Linked DNA regions of Mus musculus: regions 1, 2 and 3 are each linked to region 4. The links are chromatin contacts, called in public Hi-C and HiChIP or PLAC-seq maps. All regions are on one chromosome and are shown on one strand. The core of a region is the stretch at or near the end of the contact, and the rest is flanking DNA. Distances in the headings are between cores, read along the strand shown. Region 1 overlaps Ryk (receptor-like tyrosine kinase). Region 2 overlaps Ephb1 (Eph receptor B1). Region 3 overlaps Ephb1 (Eph receptor B1). Region 4 overlaps Ky (kyphoscoliosis peptidase).

The links. A called contact is a pair of places that touch in the nucleus more often than the background predicts. HiChIP or PLAC-seq counts read pairs in DNA pulled down with a chosen protein or histone mark.
Region 1: an H3K27ac HiChIP or PLAC-seq map of microglia shows a contact between it and region 4, with 7 times the contacts expected there. The contact joins two enhancer-like sites. A contact is called at or near these places in 4 of 484 Hi-C or Micro-C datasets (B cells, the Ba/F3 cell line, the C10 cell line and 1 more), 2 of 115 datasets of contacts at active chromatin or transcription factors (large pre-B cells and microglia) and 2 of 9 other capture datasets (embryonic stem cells and pancreatic islet).
Region 2: a contact with region 4 is called in a Hi-C map of cerebellum, with 2.3 times the contacts expected there. The contact joins two enhancer-like sites. A contact is called at or near these places in 4 of 484 Hi-C or Micro-C datasets (cerebellum, embryonic stem cells, frontal cortex and 1 more).
Region 3: a contact with region 4 is called in a Hi-C map of cerebellum, with 3 times the contacts expected there. The contact joins two enhancer-like sites. A contact is called at or near these places in 3 of 484 Hi-C or Micro-C datasets (cerebellum, myocytes and neural progenitor cells).

What each region holds. Positions count from the first base shown.
Region 1 is chr9:102,876,062-102,881,843 of GRCm38.p6, forward strand. It overlaps Ryk (receptor-like tyrosine kinase), which reads left to right. Exons shown (of 15, transcript NM_013649.3): 7 at 5,593-5,693. Among named protein-coding and RNA genes, the nearest start is that of Ryk, 44 kb to the left of the region's middle. Within about 2 kb of position 3,665, at least 8 of the 459 cell types and tissues checked have an H3K27ac peak or open chromatin away from gene starts, as enhancers often do.
Region 2 is chr9:102,274,903-102,280,813 of GRCm38.p6, forward strand. All of the region lies in intron 1 of Ephb1 (Eph receptor B1), which reads right to left. Among named protein-coding and RNA genes, the nearest start is that of Mir7243, 27 kb to the right of the region's middle. Within about 2 kb of position 1,304, at least 9 of the 459 cell types and tissues checked have an H3K27ac peak or open chromatin away from gene starts, as enhancers often do. A contact at or near this core is called in cerebellum, where this site is marked.
Region 3 is chr9:102,180,463-102,187,084 of GRCm38.p6, forward strand. All of the region lies in intron 3 of Ephb1 (Eph receptor B1), which reads right to left. Among named protein-coding and RNA genes, the nearest start is that of Gm31233, 27 kb to the right of the region's middle. Within about 2 kb of position 3,624, at least 5 of the 459 cell types and tissues checked have an H3K27ac peak or open chromatin away from gene starts, as enhancers often do. A contact at or near this core is called in cerebellum, where this site is marked.
Region 4 is chr9:102,540,577-102,546,488 of GRCm38.p6, forward strand. It overlaps Ky (kyphoscoliosis peptidase), which reads left to right. Exons shown (of 11, transcript NM_024291.3): 11 at 1,310-5,663. The coding sequence ends at 2,205. Among named protein-coding and RNA genes, the nearest start is that of Gm29387, 16 kb to the right of the region's middle. Within about 2 kb of position 4,350, at least 90 of the 459 cell types and tissues checked have an H3K27ac peak or open chromatin away from gene starts, as enhancers often do. A contact at or near this core is called in cerebellum, where this site is marked.

The sequences.
Region 1 (5,782 bases), core at 2,415-4,914, 330 kb after region 4:
TTAAAGTTTGTGGAGTTATAACCTGGGGGAGAAATAAAGGTCAGAAATGTTTTTCATGTTTGTTATCCTGATTCGCCTCCAGGTCCGACTGCCTTTTTTAAACTACTTCCTTCTACGTCCTCCAGCCCCTCCCCGTCCCTCCTTCCATCCCTCCCTTCCTCCCTCCCTCCTCCCTCCCTCCTGCCTTCCCACTTGAGTATCTGCTGTACTTTAAAGTTTCTTGGATGATCCTAATGTGTAGCAGAGTAGAGACACCGGGTAGATAATTACACTAAGTGTTGGGACTATAAAGATTAATGATACTCTTCATGGTATCAAGGTTCTTTGATGTTAACCCATAATTATAGTATAGAATTGATGATTGTGGTATGTATAATGTAGTGTGGGAATGCAGAAGGTCCTGGCTTAACCTGGGTGAGTCACACACATTATAGCCAGACTATAGTGAAGGGTAAAGATGGAATGGGAGATACGTGCTCATAACCCACAATCCTTAGCGACAAAAGGCATTCTCAGCATTGTTTTTGACTTTGAACTTTGAACCCTTTCTACCTGTCTTGATCCCTAGTTGCAACTTGTCAGGTGATTCCATATCCCTGATGCTGCCCTTTGAGAGCTTTTGTTCATACTGGGGCCATGGGACTTCTTGCTAATCCAGACCCATTATTTGTACTCCAGATCCATCACCGTCTTTCCCACAACTAAAATAGAAGCTTTTTCCAGGCAGGGAGGAGAGACCCTTCTCTCCCCAAACTCTCCTAACACTGTACAGTAGAGCCATGATATCAGCATTCCCTTTGTAAAAGATCTGGGGGCTGGTTGGATCCAGCACTCTTTAAGTACTTTGGATCCAATACTCATGACTTAGTCTCCACTGTGCTCCTTCCCTTCCTTGAGTCAAAAGAAGAGAGGAGTGAACATGGCGGAGTGCATACAGGCACTCTAACCTGCTTTCTGTTGCCGTGATAAAACACTGGCCAAAACCATTGTGGAGGAGGGATGGGTTCATCTCAGTTCACACTGTCAGGTCATAGTCTAGGGGATGTCAAGGTAGGAACTGGAAGGCTGAACCATAGGGCATGGCTGCCACTGCCTTGCTTCCTTAGGCACTGAAGGCCCACCTGCCTAGGGGTGAAGCTCACGGTCGGCTGGACCCTCTCACATCTGTCATTAACCAAAACATCTCGCTTACATAGTCACGGGCCCATCTGATCTGGGCAGTTCCTCAACTGAGACTCCTTCATGAGACTCTAGGCTGTGTCAGGTTGGCAGCCAGCTCACTAGGGTAGTGGATGCTATGTTTCAGAGTGTTTGGTGTACACCGGGATCATGGAGTTCTTTGATTTTACAGAGGAAGAACTGGCATTTGGAAGCCGTTGAGGGGAGAAAAGACTAGACATCTTGTAAACAATTTCGACAGATGATATAAATGATGAGAGTTACTGAAGAGTAGAATAGTCAGAAGTCATACTTTGTGCTTTTTGTTTTTGGAGGCAGGGTCTCATGTAGCCCAGGCTGGTCTTGAACTTTTGATTCTCCTGCTCCACCCCCTAACAGCACATACTGTTATACTCAGCTCCACAGGTCTGATACTCATCGAGTTGAGTTTTCCTTGACTGCTGGTGTGTGTGTTCAGGCCATGGGTTCACACAGGCCGACATTGTGCTGTAACTCATAGATTCCATGAAGCATACGTGTCTTCCTGCTAAGTATTCAGCACTCACAAGCAAACTCTCTAGGTTTCTAGATACTGTCTGAATAAAAGCAATTATGTGATTGCTTGTTTTCAGGGCACAGCCTAGTAGTTAGGAGCTAGCCTCTGGGGCCAGGCCATCTGTATCTGATATCCAGCTGTTCTATTTACCAGCCTCTCAGCCTTCTCACGTGTAAAGCAGAGATTGTGGGCTGTGAAGAAAGGACGCTAGAGGGGTGGGTAGCAGATCTCAGCCGTAGCTACATGCAGTAAGTGCCGCCATGCCGACGTCATCCCCAGAACGATACAGTGGATAATCTGGCGTTCCCATTATTCCTGGCTTGCTTACAACACACCAGGCAAGCTAATGGTGGTGGCCAGCACTGGAGACACCTGCTGCTCCTCTCTACACTACATGGTTGTGTAATTAAGACTCAGAGACAGACGTAAAGACAGACTTGTGGGATTGTGGCAATACACCAGTACAAAGCAGGAGGGCTCCATTCTGCCATTTCTGTATTGTAGTTACATCAGATGCTTGCTGCCTGACAAGCTCTGTTCCTCGGGAGGCTTAGTGGTGCTGTGAACTCTTGGGAAGAGCCAGTGTTCTGTTACATATGAGGTTTCTCTGGAGGCAGAGGGTGTAGCTGTCTGAGACGTGCTCTCAGCAGGGACACATGGAGTTCGCGCGCGAGGCTTTCCCTCTCTCCCAATGCAGCACATTGATCTGTAGTCCATTACAGCAGAGTCTGCCCTGAAGGGGCTGCGTGGTCTCCTGCAGAGCTCGGTCTGTAGCTGCTCTCTCTGTGGTCTCCCCCTCAGGGAATGGAAAATCCATTCCTCGAGTATGGGGTGCTTGCATGTGTTATTTGGTAGTATTTTCTTTTTCTCTTCTACTTACTGCTTCCTAGCACCTCACTACCCTCAGCATTAGGGTGGGAGTGGGGGCTTTTTGTTTTTTCTTTTCTATATTTGTTTTTACCCTTGCTGTCGTAACAAACTGGCATACATAGTAATATACAGAGTCTTAAAGTTTCCTCTTCCTTCTCCTCCTCCTTCTCCTCCTCCTCCTCCTCTTCCTTCTCCTCCTCCTCTTCCTCCTCCTCCTCATCTTCTATCTTCTTCTTCTGACAGGGTTTCTCTGTATCTGTAATTTGCTCTGTAGACCAGGCTAGCCTTGAACACAGAGATCCTCCTGCCTCTGGCTTCTGAGTGATGGGATTGAAGGCGTGCATGAAGAATGAAAAAGTCGGTTACTGCGCTCAACCGTTCCCTCCGCATCACGTATCAGCAGCTGGAGTCGGCAGCAAGCATTCTGCCTGGCCCCCGTCTTCCCAGTCCATGGGCGTGGCTGCTTTCACTGAGTAGCTAACCCACTGTGCTTTGGGCTCTCACAGGGGTCCCAGTTTGCTTCCTGTGCTGGGCACCGGTGTAAGTGTTGGGGAGGTGGAGTGAGCAGGCACTTAGCTGTCCCCATGGAGCTTGTGGTCTGCCCAGATGAGACGTTCAGCAAGAAGTCCCAACTGGAAAGAGGGTGGGAAGGTCTGTGGTGTTCAGTGCTGCCTCCTCAGCAGCAGAGCACCTCCTGTCACACACAGACACTTGATAAATATTTATTGAATAAATATATAAATAGATGACTCACTGAAAATAGACAGTAAGATTTATTATTTTGAAGATCTTTGTTTAAATTCTTAGCTTATCCTAAATCTAGGTGCTTTCTTGCTTATGAAAAATCAAATTTATTTAGACTAGTCATATGCTACTAAATGTTAGTAAATATACATTTTAATCTGTTTCCTACCTCCTGTGATGGTGTCGGGCTGTCCTTGCTTCTCTTATAATCGTACGTTTGGCTCCAAAGAAAGTTTCTTGCTCCACTGTTGCTTCGCTCTTCTTTCACTTGTTCATTTCTGTTAAGGAAATGAAACTCTGACATAACTAGCCATCAAGCTTGACTGCTCTCAGTCATTTTTAGCTGACGCAAGAGCACCACCTACTGTTCAGTTGTCAAAGTTTACTCACCCGGACACATTGTTGCTCGCAGGGAATATCTGAGTTTTCACAGATATCATACATTTGAGCCTCACCTCCTGTGAGGCAGGTCTCCTCAGTCCTCTTCTGCGGAGGAGCTCTTATCTGTCCCCTTCTGTGATGCAGCCCTTCCCTCCTCTCTGCTGAAGACTACACTTCTAACAAATAGGACTTTTAGTCACATCTTTGCCAAGTACTCTGCAAAAACATGTACCTGTAGGTCACCGTTCTAAGGTTGGAGACATGATGCGCAGTATTCCTCATGATAAAAGAGTGGTCGTTTATAAATGCATGCCTGAGGGCCAAGCAGTGACCTCAGTGATGTACTTAGACATCTTCCGTGTAAGACCCTTTTAGCCGTCTTGTTGGGAGTAGCTTTATGCTTCCTTCTATCCCCACAGAGTTCGAGGCTCCAGAAGGATTGAATACTTTGCCTAAGCCACACAGCTGGTGATGTGGGCAATTGTGATTTACAGGTTTATGCTCAGCATTTGCTTATGACCAACTACATATGTAAACTCACATAAATCACCATTTAGTAACTTCCAGAACTCCAACCACACAGTAGCCTGACAAATCTTTGTTACATTCTATGAATTGAAAGTCCCCTCAGCAAAGTTGACTGTAAGTTCCCAGGAAGAAATAACAATCTGAAATGTGAGCGTCTCCAGGGAAAGAAGGCATGTTGAGGGCACATTAAATGAACAGGCATTTCACGTGGAGATTGTACTGTGCAGAGTGGCTCATGTGCACACAGGCTCTCTGAATGTTTATTGGAGGACACCTCTATCTCAGTACTTCAGCCATGACAGTAGGTCATTCTAAAGTGTGTTAGCGATAAAAGGCTACATAGCCTCCAGAACTCACTACTTAGATGCCTTATGTCTGTACGTTTTTCACATGTGTGTTTGGGCTCTTGAAATTGGCAAAATACAAATCCATGTGTAAGTATCCAGATTATATAGCAGGTGGTCACCAGTTCCATTGTAATCACTGGGGTTTGAAACTACGATGATAAGGTACAAATATCAGTCAGTCACAAGGTTCTTCATATGTAATAGTGGGCTCCACCACCTCTGTGGTGACAGGAGTTCTGTCTGGCTCTCTGGTTTTACTCTCTGTGCTGAATCTCTGCTTTAACATCTCCTCGGCTACAAAATTAAAAGGAATAGGCCAGTGAGATTGAAATGTTCCCCAGAGTGACCTGGGACAAGGTTTCTACCCATTGAGAAGATGGAAGAATATGCTTGGGAAGTGTTGGTTTATAGGAATTACAACACGTGAGTGACAAGATTTGCGCCCACCACCTTCAGGGGCTCCTCTTACTTGGAAAGTATGGGGTGATGTGATGTTTCAAGTTCTAGAGATTTCTGAGAACCATGAATTCTAAAAGTGGCATGGGAGGGGTGAAGAGGGACAACATATATGATTAAACAGTGAGACTGTGAGGACACCCCTGCCCCCGTTGAGCATGGCACTCTTGATTTAATCTGTGGCTGCTTCAACTCAAGACCATTTGATTTGGGCCATTGCTGAAATGAACTTGTTTTTCTCCTTTTCTGAAAGCCAGTTCAACTGAACAGCGTGGGGTTTTTTCTAGAAAGCCGAGACATAGTTCCTGACACACCCTGTGTGAGGTTCAGAATTGCTCTCTGAGCACGTCTACCCGCACTCCTGAATAATTTTGCTCTGATGGCATGCCCTCCGTCGTCACGTCCCTCAGGAATCCAGTTTGGAACGCTGATAGAGATGCGTGCCTTTATTGCATTGTTATCTCGACCAACTTATGTACCTTATATGTATGGGAAAGACATCTCTCACTGAGGCTCACTTATCAAGTATTTCTGTCTTCAAATTCTTTGCAGCATCAGCGCCAGCAGTAGTTCCCAGGGGCTGTCTCAGCCGTCTACCCAGACGACCCAGTATCTGAGAGCTGACACACCCAACAATGCAACGCCTATCACCAGTAAGAGTCAATTGAATCCTAAAGCTGTATGTGCTCTGTCTGTGGTTAGAGTATTTGTGGGATTAATGTACCAGTGTGTAACTTGTGTA
Region 2 (5,911 bases), core at 54-2,553, 270 kb before region 4:
CCCACCAGCTCCAAAGAAGCCATGACAAGCTAAGGTAGGTAGGAATTCAGACTCAAGTGCATTAGTAAAAAATCTATTTATACTACAAATACCAATGCATGAGAAATATTTATTTATTTATTTATGTGTGTGTGGGGGTGTGTGTGTGTGTATGTGTGTGCTTGTAGACATGTACAAAGAAATCACAAGTTAGTTGATTCTCACATCCCACCATGTAGGTGCCCAAGATCAAGCTCAGGTAGTCAAACTAGTAGCCAAGGGTCTGACCCACTAAGCCATCTTGCCTGCCCAAAGCCCTCTTTCCTAAAAGGTACTTTGAGTTGGCTTTTAAATTACAACTTTACAAAGGCTGAATCATAATGGCTGTGCACTAAGTTGGCAAATAAAGAGGGATGCAGCCAGACGAAAGGCCATTGATCATCCAGGCGCAGTGCAGGCAGAGAGGGCAAAGGAAAAACCAGACAAAGACAGGTCAGGAGGCTGGAAATTCTATACCTGTGGGACCCAGGAATGCCAGCCAAAGCCACATGCCTGAGAACAGGACCATGCCTCCACCATTTTCTCAGGATTCTCCCGGAGCTGAAAGTCCCACCATCTCTTTGGCAAAAACTGAATCTGATCAAGGTTCTAAAGCCAGACCATGAGGACAGTGTGAAGTTTGGGAAACTCCCTCTGGAGACTGTGTAGAGAATGATTGGGGGGTGGGGTTGCAGGAGTGAGGCTGGGTACTACCGTGGGGGCAGAGGTCTTGTATGGTATCTCAGAGGCTCAAAGGAGACCTAGCAACTACTTCCCTGGCCTTTTCTGTTTGATCTATTTTGAATTGGCTTTTTAAAAACTGGAAGGAAAATAGATGCTTGAGAGGTGGAAGAAGAATGGGTTAAACACAATCACCTCACTTAGGTAGAGATCTACCGTGTTTCCGGCCTGCCCATAAACATTAGTTCATCGATGCCTTGAGAGGTGGTTATTATTCACATTTTATAGATGTGGTGGAGACTACTTCTAGAGACACTGAGTGACTCTGGCCACTAATGCAGAGGCTAAAGGAAATGCCTTTGCTGTCCCAGCTCCCTGAGTACCAAAAGTGCAATTCTGTAGATGTTCCTGCCGTCAGCAGGAGACCCTGGCTTCATCTTCTCCACACTGCCTCATGCACCTGTCTCCACTGCCAACAGTGCCTCCATCTGCCTTAACTCTCCTTCCCAGCTGGCCTTTTGCTCCCTCTACTCGCCAACACAAAGCCCTGGTGAGAGACAGACAGGCGGGTCAGCTGTTCTTGGCTGATTCAAATGGAAAGAGATCAGAACAACACTTCACACACTGGAGATGACTTCCTAAGGGTGCCAAGAGCCCAGCTCTGGGCAGTGCCCCAGAAGTGTGAAAAGGCTTGTCTACTGACTACCCACATCAACAACCATGAAGATGCACAGTTTGGCCTTTGACAGTATAGGGGACACCACCTCCAGGGGAGCAAGGAAGGAGGCTACAGGTATCAGTGCAAGAGGCCCGCCACACAGACAAGGGGAGAAGCTCAAGATGAAACCCATATTATATGTAAGCCACCCTGCAGCTACTGCCATAAACCTAGTCCCCAGCCTAACATTGGTCCTTCTGAAAATCCTCACATAAGGAAAAAAATAGGAACATATCTTGACAAATGAAAGTGATTTCCACATCTTCGGATGAATAATGGACAGTCAGTACATCCATAAGGCAGGCCACACAAGAGTCTCCCTTAGGTTACCCACACCAGCCTGCTTCCCTCTGGACCCAAAGTCACCTATGATTGTAATGCTGCCCATAGTCTTAGGGGTGAGAATTGTATTATTCTCTTTTAAGAAATATATTGCTAATGTTTTAATTACCTATTGTTTATTCAGACCTTCACAGTTACGTCAAGATCTCCAGATCATATTAAAGAGCAAGTGTGACCTGGCCATGCTTACTCCCAAGTCATTCTGGAGACACAGGCATGCCCATCCTCCCTGGTCAAGAGACCCTGAGCAACTAAGCTAATAGCTGGGTTCTACCCAAGGGCCAACCCAAGGAGGCCTCTGCTATCAAGGTTCTGCAGCTGAGTGCAGTTCCCCAAGCTCTTCTCTGCCTCCTCAGACTAGCCTATACAGCAAGAACTCCTCATGAGACTTACTCTACCAATTACTGGAGACTGTCTCCTTGCTCATATTGAGTTTTGCTCCTCAATTCACACTGATACAACACACACGCACACACACACACACACTTGCTGGCTCAGAAAACACATAGCTAGGGCCATCCAGTTAATTGCACCACTGTGCAAGTCTGGCTTCTCCAGAAGGACAGCAACTGGGGTTTGGGGATAAATCAAATTAAAGGGAAGATCATCTCTGAGGAACAAAACACACAGCTCAGAGCAGCAGTTCATAAATGAACAGCAGCATGCATCAAGTCCCCAAAGCCGTATTTCTTCAATAAATACCTACCCCATTGTATTAGTCAGGGTTCTCTAGAGTCACAGAACTTATGAATAGTCTCTAAATAGTAAAGGAATTTATTGATGACTTACAGTCGGCAGCCCAATTCCCAACAATTGTTCAGTCGCAGCTGTGAATGGAAGTCCAAGGATCTAGCAGTTACTCAGTCTCACGCAGCAAGCAGGCGAAGGAGCAAGAGCTCGAGCTAGACTCCCTTCTTCCAATGTCCTTATATTGTCTCCAGCAGAAGGTGTAGCCCAGATTAAAGGTGTGTTCCACCACACCTTTAATCCCAGATGAAAGGAGTAGCCCAGATTAAAGGTGTGTTCCTTAAACTCGGAGATTCAATCTTCTGGAATCCATAGCCACTATGGCTCAAGATCTTCAAACCAAGATCCAGATAAGGATCTCCAAGCCTCCAGATAAGGGTCACTGGTGAGCCTTCCAATTCCGAATTGTAGTTCATTCCAAATATTGTCAAGTTGACAACCAGGAATAGCCACTACAATCCACCCCTTGTCAACTTGACACAAATAATATCTCATGTTCACATGAAACAATAACAAGGTTGTAAATACGCCTAACATGATATAACTATCCCTCGTACAATCGCAAACGCATTAGTAAATTTACAATGGGCATTCATATTACTTTATAATCCTCGTTTCTGCAACTGGTTACGTGGCCTTAATTGGTATTTATAACTACCTTCCTCTACTACCCATTCTGTATTTCCTTCACCTTCAGCCAGCACCTCAGCAGGTCTTGGCTCTTTTCCTGGAGGATTGACCCATACCTTCATTCCTGATGGGTCTGCGTCCTTTGTCATCCTGCTTGGATTAGGCTGTTGTAGTTTCCCATTGACTTTAATCACAGGACATGGTAGTACTAAGAGACGCCCTAAGGGATCTCCTGCACTCCAGACATAATCTTGCTTACCACCATTGTGAAGAGGTAATCCAATTTCCCCATGGTAATCTGGATCTATCACCCCTCCTAACACTGTTATTCCTTTTTTAGCCTGTTGGTTTAAGGGCATTAGAAGCCCAAAATGACCAGGGGGAAGTCTGAGCTTCCAGTTCAATGAAATGTTTGTTGTAGCTCCTGGTAGGAGCACTCCCCTCTCTGGAGCCAAAACTTCTAAGCCAGCAGAACCTAGAGTTATGGGGACAGGAAGCAAAAATTTTCCTAGAGGGTCACTAGGAGTGATAGTAAGTGGAACTATTCCGTTTTCCACCCCTTGATTCCTGGACCCATGAATCCTGGCTATGGGTGAAACTGTACCATATATCGAGCGCTGATTCAAAGCATATACTGCCTTCTGAAGAACTCTGCCCCAGCCTTCCAAGCTGTTACCACCTAATTGGCGCTGTAACTGCGTCTTCAAAAGGCCATTCCATCTTTCTATCAGCCCAGCTGCTTCAGGATGATGGGGAATGTGGTAAGACCAGTGAATTCCATGATCGTGAGCCCACTGTCGTACTTCTCTGGCTGTGAAATGAGTTCCTTGGTCAGAAGCAATACTGTGTGGAATACCATGACGATAGATGAGGCATTCTGTCAGTCCATGAATGGTGGTTTTAGCAGAGGCATTACGTGCAGGAAAGGCAAATCCATAACCAGAATAAGTATCTACTCCAGTAAGAACAAAACGCTGTCCTTTCCACGAAGGAAGTGGTCCAATGTAGTCAACCTGCCACCAGGTTGCTGGCTGGTCACCTCGAGGAATGGTGCCATATCTGGGGCTCAGTGTTGGTTTCTGCTGTTGGCAGATCTGGCAATCAGCAGCAGCTGTAGCCAGGTCAGCCTTGGTGAGTGGAAGCCCATGTTGCTGAGCCCAAGCATAACCTCCATCTCGACCACCATGGCCACTTTGTTCATGTGCCCATTGAGCAATGACAGGGATGGCTGGGGAGAGAGGCTGATTGTCCACAGAACGGGTCATCTTATCCACTTGATTATTGAACTCCTCCTCAGCTGAAGTCACCTTTTGGTGAGCATTTACATGGGACACAAATATCTTCACATCCTTTGCCCATTTGGAGAGATCTATCCACATACTTCTTCCCCAGATGTCTTTCTCACCAATTTTCCAATTGTGATCTTTCCAAGTCCCTGACCATCCAGCCAATCCATTGGCTACAGCCCATGAGTCAGTGTATAATCGTACATCTGGCCATTTCTTCTTGCAAACAAACTGTAATACCATGTGTACTGCCCGAAGTTCTGCCCACTGTGAAGATTTCCCTTCACCTGTGTCTTTCAAGGTTGTCCCAGAAAGGGGTTGTAATGCTGCAGCTGTCCACTTCTGGGTGGTGCCTGCATAACGTGCAGAGCCATCAGTAAACCAGGCTCTAGTCTTCTCCTCTTCGGTCAGTTGATCATAGGGAACACCCCATGAGGCTATAGGCGCATGCTTGGCAGCAGATGGCATTGTAACAGGAATAGAAACCATAGGCATTTGAGCAACTTCTTCATGTAACTTGCTTGTGCCTTCAGGACCTGCTCTGGCCCGATCACGTATATACCACTTCCATTTGATAATAGACTGCTGCTGTGCACGTCCCACTTTATGACTTGCAGGGTCTGATAGTACCCAGCTCATGATGGGTAGTTCAGGTCGCATAGTGACTTGGTGTCCTATTGTCAGACGTTCAGTTTCCACTAAGGCCCAATAGCAGGCCAAGAGCTGTTTTTCAAAGGGAGAATAGTTGTCTGCAGATGATGGTAGAGCTTTGCTCCAAAATCCCAAAGGCCTTTTCTGTGATTCACCTACAGGGGCCTGCCAGAGGCTCCAAACAGCATCTCTATCAGCCACAGACACCTCAAGTACCATCGGATCTGCTGGGTCATATGGTCCAAGTGGTAGAGCAGCCTGCACAGCAGCCTGGACCTGTTGAAGGGCCTTCTCCTGTTCCAGGCCCCACACAAAGCTAGCAGCTTTCCGAGTCACTTGGTAAATAGGCCTAAGTAACACACCCAAGTGAGGGATGTGTTGTCTCCAGAATCCAAATAGACCCACTAAACGTTGTGCTTCTTTCTTGGTTGTAGGAGGGGCCAGGTGCAATAACTTATCTTTCACCTTAGAAGGAATATCTCTGCATGCCCCACACCACTGGACTCCTAAGAATTTCACTGAGGTAGATGGTCCTTGAATTTTGGTTGGATTTATTTCCCATCCTCTGGTACGCATATGTGTTACCAATGAGTCCAAAGTGGTTGCTACTTCCTGCTCACTTGGTCCAATCAGCATAATGTCATCAATATAGTGCACCAATGTGATATTTTGTGGAAGATCCAAACGATCAAGATCCCTTCTAACTAAATTATGACACAGGGCAGGAGAGTTAATATATCCTTGAGGCAAAACTGTGAAGGTATACTGTTGGCCTTGCCAACTGAAAGCAAATTGCTTCTGGTGGTCCTTATGGACAGGTACTGAGAAGAAGGCATTT
Region 3 (6,622 bases), core at 2,374-4,873, 360 kb before region 4:
TGAGGAAAGTCCCCCCCCCCATCTCCCCTAAAATAGGGAACAGGAAGCAACTAAGCCCCTACTCCAGCTTGTTTAACCCTCCCTATTTTTCTCCCTGTCTCTCTTCAGTTTGCTTCTCGGATTGCCTGGGCCTCTCTCTTGATAAGTTAAACCCTCTCCCTGGCACCAAAGTGCTGCTGGGCCAGGTGAAAGCTTCCATTCTAGCTGGCTTTGCCTGCTGAGCAGCTGTCCCCCTTGGCCTTGCCCCTCTGCCCTGCCCACAACCTCATCTCCAAGTCCTTCCAACACCCAGGATGGGGGCTGATTTAGAACTTGAGATAATTTTCCCAGGGCATTACAGCCCTTTCTTTCAAGAAGCCTAAGAGGGGAGGGAGGAGGATAAAGCTTAAATTTCAAGACGCACATACTTTTAAGACTGAGAGGGAAAATGGTTGAATTGTTTAAGCTCTTATTAGCCCCTGACAATATGGTGGGCGGGTGGTCGAGAAAAGAGCTGGGGGTGCGCTTAGCTTGGGCAAACCTGTTTTGCCTGATGGGCTTGTGAGGCAGGAGGCCAGGCTCACATCTGATGGTTGCTGCTGACCTTGGAGTTATCATTGGTTGCTGCTGGGCCTTTTCTCTCTGCAATCAGGAGGTATCAAGGAACCCCCCCCTCTTTGCTCTTCCAATAGTTATTCAAAGATACACTCGGGAGACATCAAATTAACAAGCAGAACCCTTCTCTGCAAAGTTAGTCCTTCTGGCCATCTCTAGGCCTGCAGTGCTAGCCCAACTGCCTGAAGCATTGGAGAAGCATCCCGTCATGTTTGATCTGGGAGGAGCTGGTGAGAGCAAGACCTGTCCTCACATTGGCTGCTGCTTCCAAGGTCACACACTAGCCAGCACTCCAACACCATGCAACATGGTTGCTCTGGGTAAACTCGGTGACCTAGCACAAATGGGGAGCCCCACATAGAACCAATCACGAGACTGGGCCAGTCAGGGACTGTGTGTGAAAACAGCAACTTGATTTTTTTTTCAGAGCTATTTCCCAAGCTGAATCTCCCTGGTGCCCCAGCTGCTCCTGTGCAGGGTGCAGCCAGCCATGCCTGGGAAGATGAGGCTCTGACTGGTCACTCTCCAGAAGCCAAAACAAACGTTATTAATAAAAAGATACATTTAACTGTCCACCAAAGGGAGGCTATTGTTAACTGGGAGATTGTGAGACTAAAAAAAGATGAGTAGACCTGAGGTGGGGGTGAGGCTGCAGAGTGGAGGGGCAGTCACAAGAAACTGTCACTTCTTGTTTTCTCCCCTCTTCTGAGAGGAAAGTAAGACAAAGCCCTCTTTGCTAGTATGAAGAAGCTTTGCTGTTTATTTTGTCAAAATATCCCTCCCCGGTCCCTTCAGGGGCCCCCCCTCCTCTAGCCTCTTTCTACACAGGCTCTAAAGAACAGACTGATTTGCACGGGGGTGGGAGTTTGGGGGGGTGTCTCTTTTCCAGGCTCACATTCTCTGGCTCTAATTAGCAACTGCTTTTCTTTAATTTTTGTATGTGTGCTCAAAGACCAAGAGAATGAAAGGGGGAAAGCAGAGGTCTGTGTGAAAGGGGAGAGCAGACGGCCTCTCCCTCGCCCTTCTGTGTGCCCAGGCGCCCATGTTGGCAAACAGCACACAATGTCTGTCTATAGAGCCTTTTGTGGCTTAGAAGGAGGGACCAGCATGCAGTTACAGGCAGGAAAGGAGACTGGGAGAGAGGAAGGCTTAAGGAGACCTGATACTGGGAACGCAGCAGACTTAGAGACAGCTGGCTTCATCTCATCGTCTCCCTCGCCAAGGCCAGGAGGGAGTGGGTGTAGGATGTCCATGTCAATGCCCGTGACCTGGGGCAGTTGCTGTCAACCTTCTTGTGGGGCAAACCTGTCAGCTCCAGGTTTGAGCTGGGACATGTTAGAGGTGAGAGTACTGCTCTGCTGGGCCACTCAGCACGCACCCATAGGTTATGGTAGGCAAGAAAGGCCATTCAGTTACCCCAGTGGTCAGGAGGCTGAGGCAGGACAGTTGAAAGCTTGAAGCTACCCTGGGCTACATAGTAGCCCTTGTGTTCTGATTATAAAAAAGGATCAGAAAAAACAACATGAGTTGATGAACACAGAGAGTGGGGAAACAGAGAAGGCCAATCACCACAGATAAAACACTCCTGTCTTAGTCAGGGTTTCTATTCCTGTACAAACATCATGACCAAGAAGCAAGTTGGGGAGGAAAGGGTTTATTCGGCTTACACTTCCATACTGCTGTTCATCACCAAAGGAAGTCAGGACTGGAACTCAGGCAGGTCAGAAAGCAGGAGCTGATGCAGAAGCCATGGAGGGATGTTCTTTACTGGCTTGCTTCCTCTGGCTTGCTCAGCCTGCTCTCTTATAGAACCCAAGACTACCAGCCCAGAGATGGCCCCACCCACAAGGGGCCTTTCCCCCTTGATCACTAATTGAGAAAATGTCTTACAGTTGGATCTCATGGAGGCATTTCCTCAACTGAAGCTCCTTTCTCTGTGATAACTCCAGCTGTGTCAAGTTGACACAAAACTAGCCAGTACAACTCCCCAACAATGGCTTTCATCAGCGACGACAACTCTTAGGGAAGCAGGGAAGCTGGGTTGGCAGGCAGAAATGCCATGGGAGAAGGGCAGCATGGACATGCAAGACAGATCAGTGACTCCCAACCATTTGAGTCACATACAACAGCCAATGGCTTGGCTTCTAGCTCTTAACTTGTGGCTGACAGATTTGAAAGACGCAATGGAGAGATGAGAAGAACTCTTATCAAGAAAAATCAGGGATGTGGTTAGAGAAGCTGAACGAAACATCATGTAAGCCAGAAAAATAGAACAGAGCACTGGGGCATTCTAGAGAGATGCTTTTAAAGTTAAAAAAAAAAAACAGTAAGAAATTTAATTAATGAAATTATTATGAACATGTATGTTATATATTAATTATTTTGATGACAAAATCATTCTTATAATATTTGCAATTGATTTCCATGATAGGCATTGATTTCCTATATTTTACTATGTTAAGGAATTAATTTTGTAAATGGAAATTCAAATCTGAACAGTTTCCCAGAGGCGGGAGGAGGGGCGAGATTGATAATAAAACAAGGAACAGAGATAGAAATTGGTTTATGAAAAACTCTACCAGTGAGAAGCTTTCTCTGTTTTCTCTTTGGAATCAATCTAGAAAGAAGACAGGCGAGGGCGGGGCGATCAGGCTAAAGAAAAGAAATGGAAAGAAAGATTCGGCTGCAGTTAGCAAGGGGAAAGGCAAGCAGAGCCAATGAGGAGAGGAAAGAGCTCCAAGTCACAGGGGCCTCCACACTGAGAGGAGTGCAGGCATGTGTGTGACAGACCCGGAAACCAAATGCCGACCCCCAAATCGCCTAACTCCCAGAACAGGCAAATTTTGCCAAGCTCATGATTTGGCAGAGTTTTCACATATTCCATGTAACTTCCACACGCCGCCCCATCCGTCTCTCGCAGAGAACAGACTGTCGTTTTCCACTTGAAATGCACACGTTGCACTGACCTTATGTCCTCTGTCAGGCTGATATGTTATCGCCAGCTTCTAGGGAAAGGCTTTCATAACGGATGCGCTCCCGGCCGTTCCGCTGGGTTCTTTCTGCTTGTTTGTGCACAACGTGTCGCTGTATTGAACAACAGACAGACAAGGCCTCTGCCATCACTGGTAACTGTCTCCATCTGCCTCTGCCATCTTCAGTCCAAAAATGCCTGCCTGGGGCCCTGTTCTTGGTTCTTCCGAGTCCCCACTGCTCCCTGAGGCTGGGATACTTTCTTCAGCTTTCTCTCAATGAAGGGTCCCACCTTCTCTCCAGCCAGCACCCTCCGTTTACGCGTTTTTGCTTTGGATGTGTTTTGCTTTCACTTGACAGATGGCCACTGCCTATTAGAGTTTGTGAGGACAGGAAGAAACTGTGAGCTGGGTATAGGTATATGGCAGGGCACTCTGAGCAGTGACTTGTGGCCACTCTGTAGATCTCCTGGTGCATTTGTAGCCCACAGGAAAGAAGCATTATCCAGGAGATCCCCAGGTGCAGAACAGACTCTCAGCACCTCAGTGGAAGCTTCTATCCGAAGCCACCACCCACAAGTCGAAAACCCTCTAGTAAGTGAATCTTAGCTCTTCTCCGGCTAGGAGGAGTTACAAGCAACAGACCCCAGTGCCTAGAGTCCTGTGCTATATATACATGAGCCTGGGAAAGCTACCGAGCTTCTCTGTCTTCCAGCGTCACTACCACATGCATCAAAGAGCAACTAAGGATTTATGAGATCAAGTCACAAGAGAATATGGCGATGTACCTAGCTCACTGTCCTGAGTCCACAACACAGCCACGCTATGGTAGCGTTTCAGCAGAGTCAACGCAGAAAAGTGTGCTGCATACCAAAGACAGAGCCACCAGAATGAAAACACAAGACAATACTGAAGTGAGTTTATATACTGGCCCTCCTCAGTGGGGCAAAGTAGATAGTCAGCTAGCCTTTCAAGCATATACTATGAATGCATTAATCTTTACCTTATTTATTTTTATTGTGTGTGAGGGCCAGAGTGCACAGGTCATAGTGTATGTGTGAAGTCTCTTTCTCTCCTTTCCTCATGGGATTAGAGGATTAAACAAAGGTCCTTCAGCAGAGATCTTTTTTAACCTGCTGAGCCCTACTGTTATTGCTGGCACCATGCTGGAAATTTGTTTTATTATTTTCATCTATTGTTCCTCTTTACAATATTCTGTTTACTTTAAAATATAAGTACATTTACTTTTTTTTTAAAGGGGGAGTTGAGAAAGAGAAGGAAATAGGAAGGGACAATAGAAGTGAGGAGGAAGGGAATGCAGGGGAAGAAAGAGGGAGACTGAGGCAAGCCTGAAAGGCAGGGATGTCTATGGTGCAGAAAGATACCTCAGAGCTGGAGGAGAAAATCCAAAAGATGCTCAAGGTAGCATTGAGCAGCATCCCAGGCCAGAACAGAAGCAGGACCAGGCCTTCAGCACAGTGGGAAGATGAATATCAAGCCTAAGGTAGAGAGCTTGTCAGAGAGGAGGTGAGTGTGATTCCAAGTTCCCCAGGGAAGGGAGGGGAGGGGAGGGGAGAGGAGGGAAGTGAAGGAGTATAAAGTCTAGAAAGGATGGGTTGGTGAAATGGGAGGGAACCTGGAGGAGGTGGAGGCTGAAAGCTAGTTGATGGAAGGGTGTGTCACCAGGGTGAGCAGACATTGGAAGCCCCCTGAGGTAAGTTACCTTGTTAAAGGAAGTAGGGTGAAGGGACTGAGCCAGGAGAGTCAGAGCTGAAAAATTCACAGAACAGAGTAGAAAATCCCAAACCTAGTTCAGAAAGAGGAGGGGAAAGAAGGAAAAAATCGAGGTGTCCATATCAGACTGGGCGTTGGCGTTCCTGAAACTCCACGGCAAGAATGGCACATTCCTCCAGTGTCAGGCACCTGCCCTTGTCCTGTCCCTTCTGCAGACATCCATTGTCTAGGAAATGCCAAAATTGGTGTGTGTAAGGCATGTGTCAAATACAAGGGACACAGAAGATGGGCACTGAACACATACAGGAAGCCATGCAGAACAAGAGGGACCAGAAGGGAGATGCAGAACAAGAGGGACCAGAGGGAGCAGACTCCAGACTCTGTATCATCCAAGTCCACCCAAGTCCATGCCGTGTTCCAGCAGCAAGCCAGGGCCTCGGGAACATACAGAACTTCTCAAGGTTCAACAACCCTCACAGCTAGACAAATGCAAATTGACATTGGAGTGGGATACTGTTGTTTTACCTACCAGATTGGCAGTGATAAAAACGATATTTTATTATCTTGGCAGAGGAATAGGGAACAAGAACTAAATCACTGCTGTGGGTGCAAAAGAAAAAGGGTTTTGGTAGAATATGTGGTTTTTGAGGGAACACAGTTTGGTAATATCTATCAAAATTAAAAATGTATATGCTCTGACTCAGCAACTTTGACTTCAGAGAATTTGTTGCATTCTTAGCTCCTAGAAAAGTGCTTGGCACAAAGAAAGGCCTCGATAAATATTCATTGAGCAAATTAATTAATGAATTTATCTTGCCGATGTACTCACATATTAGTTTGGAGATTAATACGCAAGGGTATCTATCCCAGTGTTGTTCAGAAATAGCAGGGGGGGGGGGACTAAATGCACATAAATGAAAAACCAGTCAAACAAGTAAAATGGCACGAAACAGTAACAATCAGCACTGACCACTTCTAACTTGCACTGGGAAGCAGGAAGTGAACTGGGAAAGCCAGATACATGAGCCTCTGTCAAGTCTGCTGTCATTGGCTAGGGAGGTCAAGGGTGTATCTGTATCCCAAATGAACAAATCTCAGGTCTCTTCTGCAAGAGATGTGTTAAGCTTTAATAGTTTTAAAAAAAAAGACTGCAGGTATTACAGCATAAAAGGAAATTTATGTATCTTGAGTGTTTTCTAATAACTCAAAACAGGTATACTGGAGAAGAAGCGATCTGGGTAAAAGTTCTACCCCAAGAAAGAAAAAAAAAAAATCAAAGATGAACCAGACTGTCCTGGGGATTGTGAGAGTTCTATTCCCAGAGG
Region 4 (5,912 bases), core at 3,100-5,599:
TCCCTCCAGCATCCCACCAGCATCCCTCCAGCATCCCACCAGCATCCCTCCAGCATGTCCAGCTCACCTGAAGGGCTGAAGCAGACTCTTTGCAGCCAGGTCTTTAGGGTGAGTCCCCACCATACATGGAATGGAGGATTAATAGTGGACGTGAACCAGACAGCCTTCTCCTTTGCCTTTCTCCATCCATGAGCGGGACTGGAGAAGTTACTGGGCAAGGGCTGGGGTGGTCAGCTTCTAACAGAAGCCATGGCCGGGCTCTCAGAGCAGACACTGCCTGGGGAGCCAGACAAGCCCAGATAGAAAAAGCCTTCCTGAGCCAGTGAAAAGCAATGTTCCAGTAGAGGAGTACAGAGGCAAGGCAAGGGGGAGCTGGCAGGAGAGGGAATGGATTCAGTGGGTTCGCTGAGACCCAGGTCCAGAAGCACAGCTCTGGCTCCCTGTGTGAGAAGCAAGTGTTGGGAGGGGAGTCCAGAAAAATACCCTGTTAACACTCCTGGGCTTAGACTCCTGGAGGAAAGCCCGTTCTGGTTATGGTGTGGTGTTCATATGACAGCTGTTGATACCATAATCTTTTCAGGGGGGTGATACAAAAGTAATACTTCAGAGTTGTGGGGGGTGGGGTGGGAGGTGGTGGATGGATAGCTCAGTGTTTAAGAGAGCTTGGAGCTCATCCAGACGACCTGAGTTCTGGTACCCACATCCTTAAGTCAGCTCACAATCGCCTGTAACTCCATATTCAGGGGGATCAGTACCCTCTTCTGAACCATTACACACACACACACATACACACACACACATACACACACACACACACACACACACATACACACACACACACACACACGCACACACAGCATTCACACAAAGACATATGTGCACACACATAAAAATAAATCTCTTTTTAAGACGTAAGAATTGAATGAGACAGCACTCTTCCAATACTTTTAGGCCCCTCCCTGCTCTGGAATCAAATAAAATATCTAGGCAGGCTTCATCTAATGTAAAGCAAGTGGGAGAGTAGAGGAAGGGAACACATATGGCTAGGGTAGGGTTTTCTTGCCCATCCTCCACCCCACCCCACCCTCCCCAGTTATCACAGTTATCAGCTGTCTCAAAAATATTCACCCAAATGAGTCAGAAGAATACCGCGTTCAGGGCTGTCACACTGTTAAAAATCAAGCTTGGTAGAAATCTTCACAACCACGGACATAGACACACACTGTAAGTCACACCTCCCCCCCAGTGCTTAAGCATCCCCCAGCACACACTGGATCCGGCTCACCTAACCACAACTTCCTCTCCGCAGTCAATGGGAAAGCCACAATCACCATCGAGAGCCGGGCCCCAACACTGTTCATGTTCATGCTCAATGGCAAGCAGGAGCACGGGCTCCTGAGCCTCAGGAAGAACGGGATGAAGCTGGAGGTGTACCCTCCAACCATGGGCACCCACAAGCTGCAGATCTTCGCCAAGGGCAACTCTGAAATCTACAGCTCGGTGCTAGAATACACACTCAAGTGCAACTATGTAGACTTCTCTGTCCAGCTGCCCAGTGAGCTCCACCAGCCCGTGGGCCCCAGCTGGTTCTCGGAGCAGATGGGCATCACGAAGCCCTCTCACTCTGACCCTATCATTCACACCAGCGATGGCCGCTGCGCCATCAGCTTTAGCGTGGAAGAGGGCGTCAGTGTCCTGGCATCCCTTCATGGCGATGACGGCCCCATCACTGAGGAGACACAGCGGCGCTACATCTTCCAGTTGAACCGAGGGAAGAGGACCGAGCTCAAAGTCCAGCTGCCCCATGCCGGCAAGTTTGCCCTTAAGATCTTTGTGAAGAAGAGGCAGGAACAAGGGAACTTCATCTTTGTCTTCAACTACCTCTTGTGCTGCGCCAACACCAAGGTGAACTGGCCCATGTTCCCTGAGAGCTTTGGCAACTGGGGACAGGACAATGAACTGCTAGAGCCTCTCTCCGGTGTGCTTCCCGCCAACCGCAACATAGCCTTCAAACTAAAGCTGCATGGTATCGCCAAAGCTCTGGTGAAAGGACAGGACACGTGGCCCCTCACTCTTAACCCCGAGGGCTACTGGGAGGGCAGCTGCAACACAGCTGGCTGCCAGGAAGTCTACGTCATGGTGCTAGAGAATGCTAACCACAACTTCTACAGCTACATCCTGAAATACAAAGTGAATGACCAGTGAGGGGCTGCATTTCTTCACGGTCCCCCAGGGTTAAGGCCAGCCCTGCCCAGGGAGGGCCCAAGCTAAGAGCAGAGAGCCCAGGACACCACTAATCTGCATGAAACCACTTCTAGGCCTCTGCTTCAGTCCCCTCTGCCTCAATCTCCCTGCTGTGTCACAGGCACTGAGGAATTTGTGCCGCCAAAGGCTCACTCAATGTGGCTGTGGAAGAAGAGACAGAGGCCAGGGCCCTCTAGAAGAAAAAGGTGCTATGTAAATCCAAGGTATTGTGAAACGTACACCCCTGCCTGTGCCTGCTCTTGTGTTAGGACTTTGTTGCTGTAGAGCTGAATGGGAAAGCGGAGGTGTTGCGGGTGCTGAAAGCTTTCCCCACGATGCCTGCCTGGTGCTTGAGGCTGAATCTATGAGAAAGGTGTGCTCCCCCTGCAAGTAACATGGTGTTTCTCCCCACTACTTCTGGACCCCAGGGAATGTCGGGCCTGCCCATCTTCCACATTCCTAGTGCTCCTATTAGCTACTTCATGCTCTTCAAGAGCTTGCAAAGGGGGTGGGTGTAGAAAGCAAACCAGCTGACCCTCAGCCAACTGGAGGCTGCTGTCTCCTGATGCCTAGCATCTCTGAGATGTGCTAAGGGCAGGAAAGCAGCCGTGTGCACATTCGGATGTCCTGGCTGGGGACCAGGGATGGAGTGGGTTTGCAGGTCCAGCAACCCACATGGAAGGGTGAAGACCCCGATTCTATGTGCCTACCAGAGTTTAGCTGAGGGCCTGGAGATTGCCCCACCCCACCCCCCACCAGCCATCCTCAGGAGCCTCAAATGCCTACATAGCCCACTGGTAGCCTGGCTGATGACCTGGGCCCTGGGCAAGCAGATTAGCCCCAGCAGTTATCAGATACCAGGGATAGTGTCTGATAACAAGATGTTGCTCCTTCCTTACAAGCCAAACCAAGCTGAGGGGACCACCACCTGCCCCCTAGAGAAAGTGTTGGTCTCTGTCTCTGAGGAAAGCCCTATCATAGCCATTTTCCCTCCTGTCTTTCTCTGAGATGACAACCCCTGCCCTGAGTTCAACCTTCCTTCCATTGGGAACAGTTGAGGGCCTCTTACTTGCTCCGGCCTGTCCTAAAAAGCCTGAGCTGCCTAGCTGGCCCTCAGCAGCACCTGAGGCTGGTGTTTCCATGGCAACAGCTGAGGGGGGAAAAGCAGGCTGCTGCAAACAGGGAAGGCCTGAGGAGAGCCCCCCGACAAGAGGTTCCTGCAGTAGCATCCCAGTGCACAGATGTGCTCCAGGAGGGTCCCTACCAAATTTCAGGGTTCTAGGACTCTGCTCACTGTGCCTGTCTCAGGACCACCCCCCCCCCCAATCCCTCACTGCTCTCTAAGGAATGTCCTCAGGCTCAGCTGCCGCCAGAGCCAGCCTGGGATACTCACAGCCTCTACAGTCAAGTCTTTCCTCAGTAAGAGCCCATCAGACTCCTTCGATAAGTGGCTGACCCCTCATGCTAGATCCTGGGACTATAGAGGTGAACACAAAGGACTCAGCCATAGGCACCCGCATCTCTGGGTGGGCAGTCTGCCAAGTGGAACCTATCTGAAGACCTAGGAGCCCAGAACTTCAGCTCTTCATTCCCTTCTGCCCCTTTCCCACAGGTCCCCACTGCTACCCACCTGATACCACATAGCCCCCCTCCACCAGACTGGGTAGCCTCACTTGTGATTAGCATGGCTGCTAGGGGCTGAGCTGCCTTGGCTCATGTCCAGGGTCCTCTGGCAGTCTCAGCCCATCAGCATCTTGTCACTCACGCCTGGAAAACGCACCAAAGTGGGGTGGGGTGGGGTGGGAGGTGGCGTTGTCTCCACTACAAGAAGACGGTGGAGTTTGCACTGCCTGGAAACAGCCTTTCCTCACCCCTTTTATTTTATGAGCAGTAAGAACTGTGCTATGTTTTAACGAAATAGTAAGTGCTTCGGCGGTCCCTGCCACTCGCTAGACACAGCCGCGACAGCCACTGCTAGCCCTGCAGAAAATGATCCCCATGTTTTTTTCAAAACAGCATAATTAATCTATTCTGGAGCTTGTGGAGGATGCTACCCCACAAAACAGGAGCTGTCCTCAGCACCAGAGACCCAGACCGAGCCTCTCCCAGCGGCCCGGGTCAACCACACGCTCCGCCCTCCTCATATAACCAGGTAGTCCCTTTGTCAAGGCAACTGTAGGTGCACTCGGAAAAACGCCTGCGTTTCTTTTTACTGAAGCAAAGATACACGAAACCGAATCCAATCTTCATGAATTTTTACACGCATGCTGCTCAGCCTGAAAATTTGGAGGCTGCGTTTTGAAGGCTTTTTATTCAAATCCCCCTCTTTGTCTGCTGGTCCACGAGTCTCATTGGCCGATCAAATGGCACGAGCGCCCCCTGGTGGATCACGTGCGAAGTTGCCACCGCTGCAAACCCCCAAGCTGGCTCTTTTTATGATGTTTGTTAAAAATCACTAGGTGCTTTCTCGTCCCTTGCGGACAAGTTATGCTGTCTACGGCATCCACATCGTGGATAGTTATCCTCGTGGTTGATATGCCAATGTCAGCGTTGTCTTGCAGACTGTCAGAAGAGCCTGGGGAGACTTCCCTGGCCTGGCGTGGTGAGAAGATAGGATGGGATTAAGAATTGAGCATCTTGCCCAGAAAGCTTTTCCTGAGACAGAAACCCTGGGCACAGGAATGCCTGTCTGGGGTCGCTGTGATCACACTCATTACTATGGCAATGACAGGCTGAAACTGATCAAACTCAGCGTTTTGCCAGGCAGGCCCCAGGATGGGCGCCAGGGTGCAGAAGGATGGGGCGTGGTGAGGCAAAAGGGTGCAATTAAGCTCTTTCAGCTTGCTTCAAAAGTGCCACCAGCTCAGCTGGACTGTTCTCTGTCTGATTGTGAATATTTTGAGTTCTCCATATGTTACATTGTCCCACGAGGACGGACTCCTCCCGGCCCACAGAGATTAAAGAGACGTAAATAGATTAACTGAAGCATGAAGGATTTGAGCTAGATATAAAGAACCATTTCCTGTTGTGAAGCAGGAGGGACACGTTGCCAATAAACTCTCGGCGAAATTCTCAAAGGACTTGAAAAGGAGAAAAGTTCCCGCAGTGGTCCGGCATTTTCTTTGCCGTGCTTACTGAAGCGGTTGGGTTCTCCCTCCGCTAACTCGTAACTCTTAAACAGTACTGGTTGGCCGGCAGTAAACACCAGGTTAATGGTGTGACCATATAGCTCACTGTTGTGGGATTTCAAAGGCCGTTTATCTGAGGTCTGCCATTTCCTTTCATCTGGAGTAAGTAAAGCCGCAGAGGTGACTATTTCTCCCCGTGTGTGCTGAGTAGTGTGGGCCACTGGCTGTTAAAGATGCTGTCCTCACATTGTTGCTGGGGTTCTTTTTCAATAAAATTTATATTCATTTTTATCCAACAATGTAATTATCGATCCATCCTTATCGCTGCTCTTACAAGGAGAAAAAAAAAAAAAAACAACCAAGGGGGGAGGGCAACACTTTCATGTTCAAAGGATGCTTTTAAAAAAAAGAAAAGATCAATGTCCCCGCCATTTGAACGTGATGGGGAGATGCAAATGGGGTGTTGGGCAAATAGCGATTCCACATTAAAGAAAACATAATTAGGTCAGCCCCGGCCCTCCGAGGCTCACGTGCCTTTGA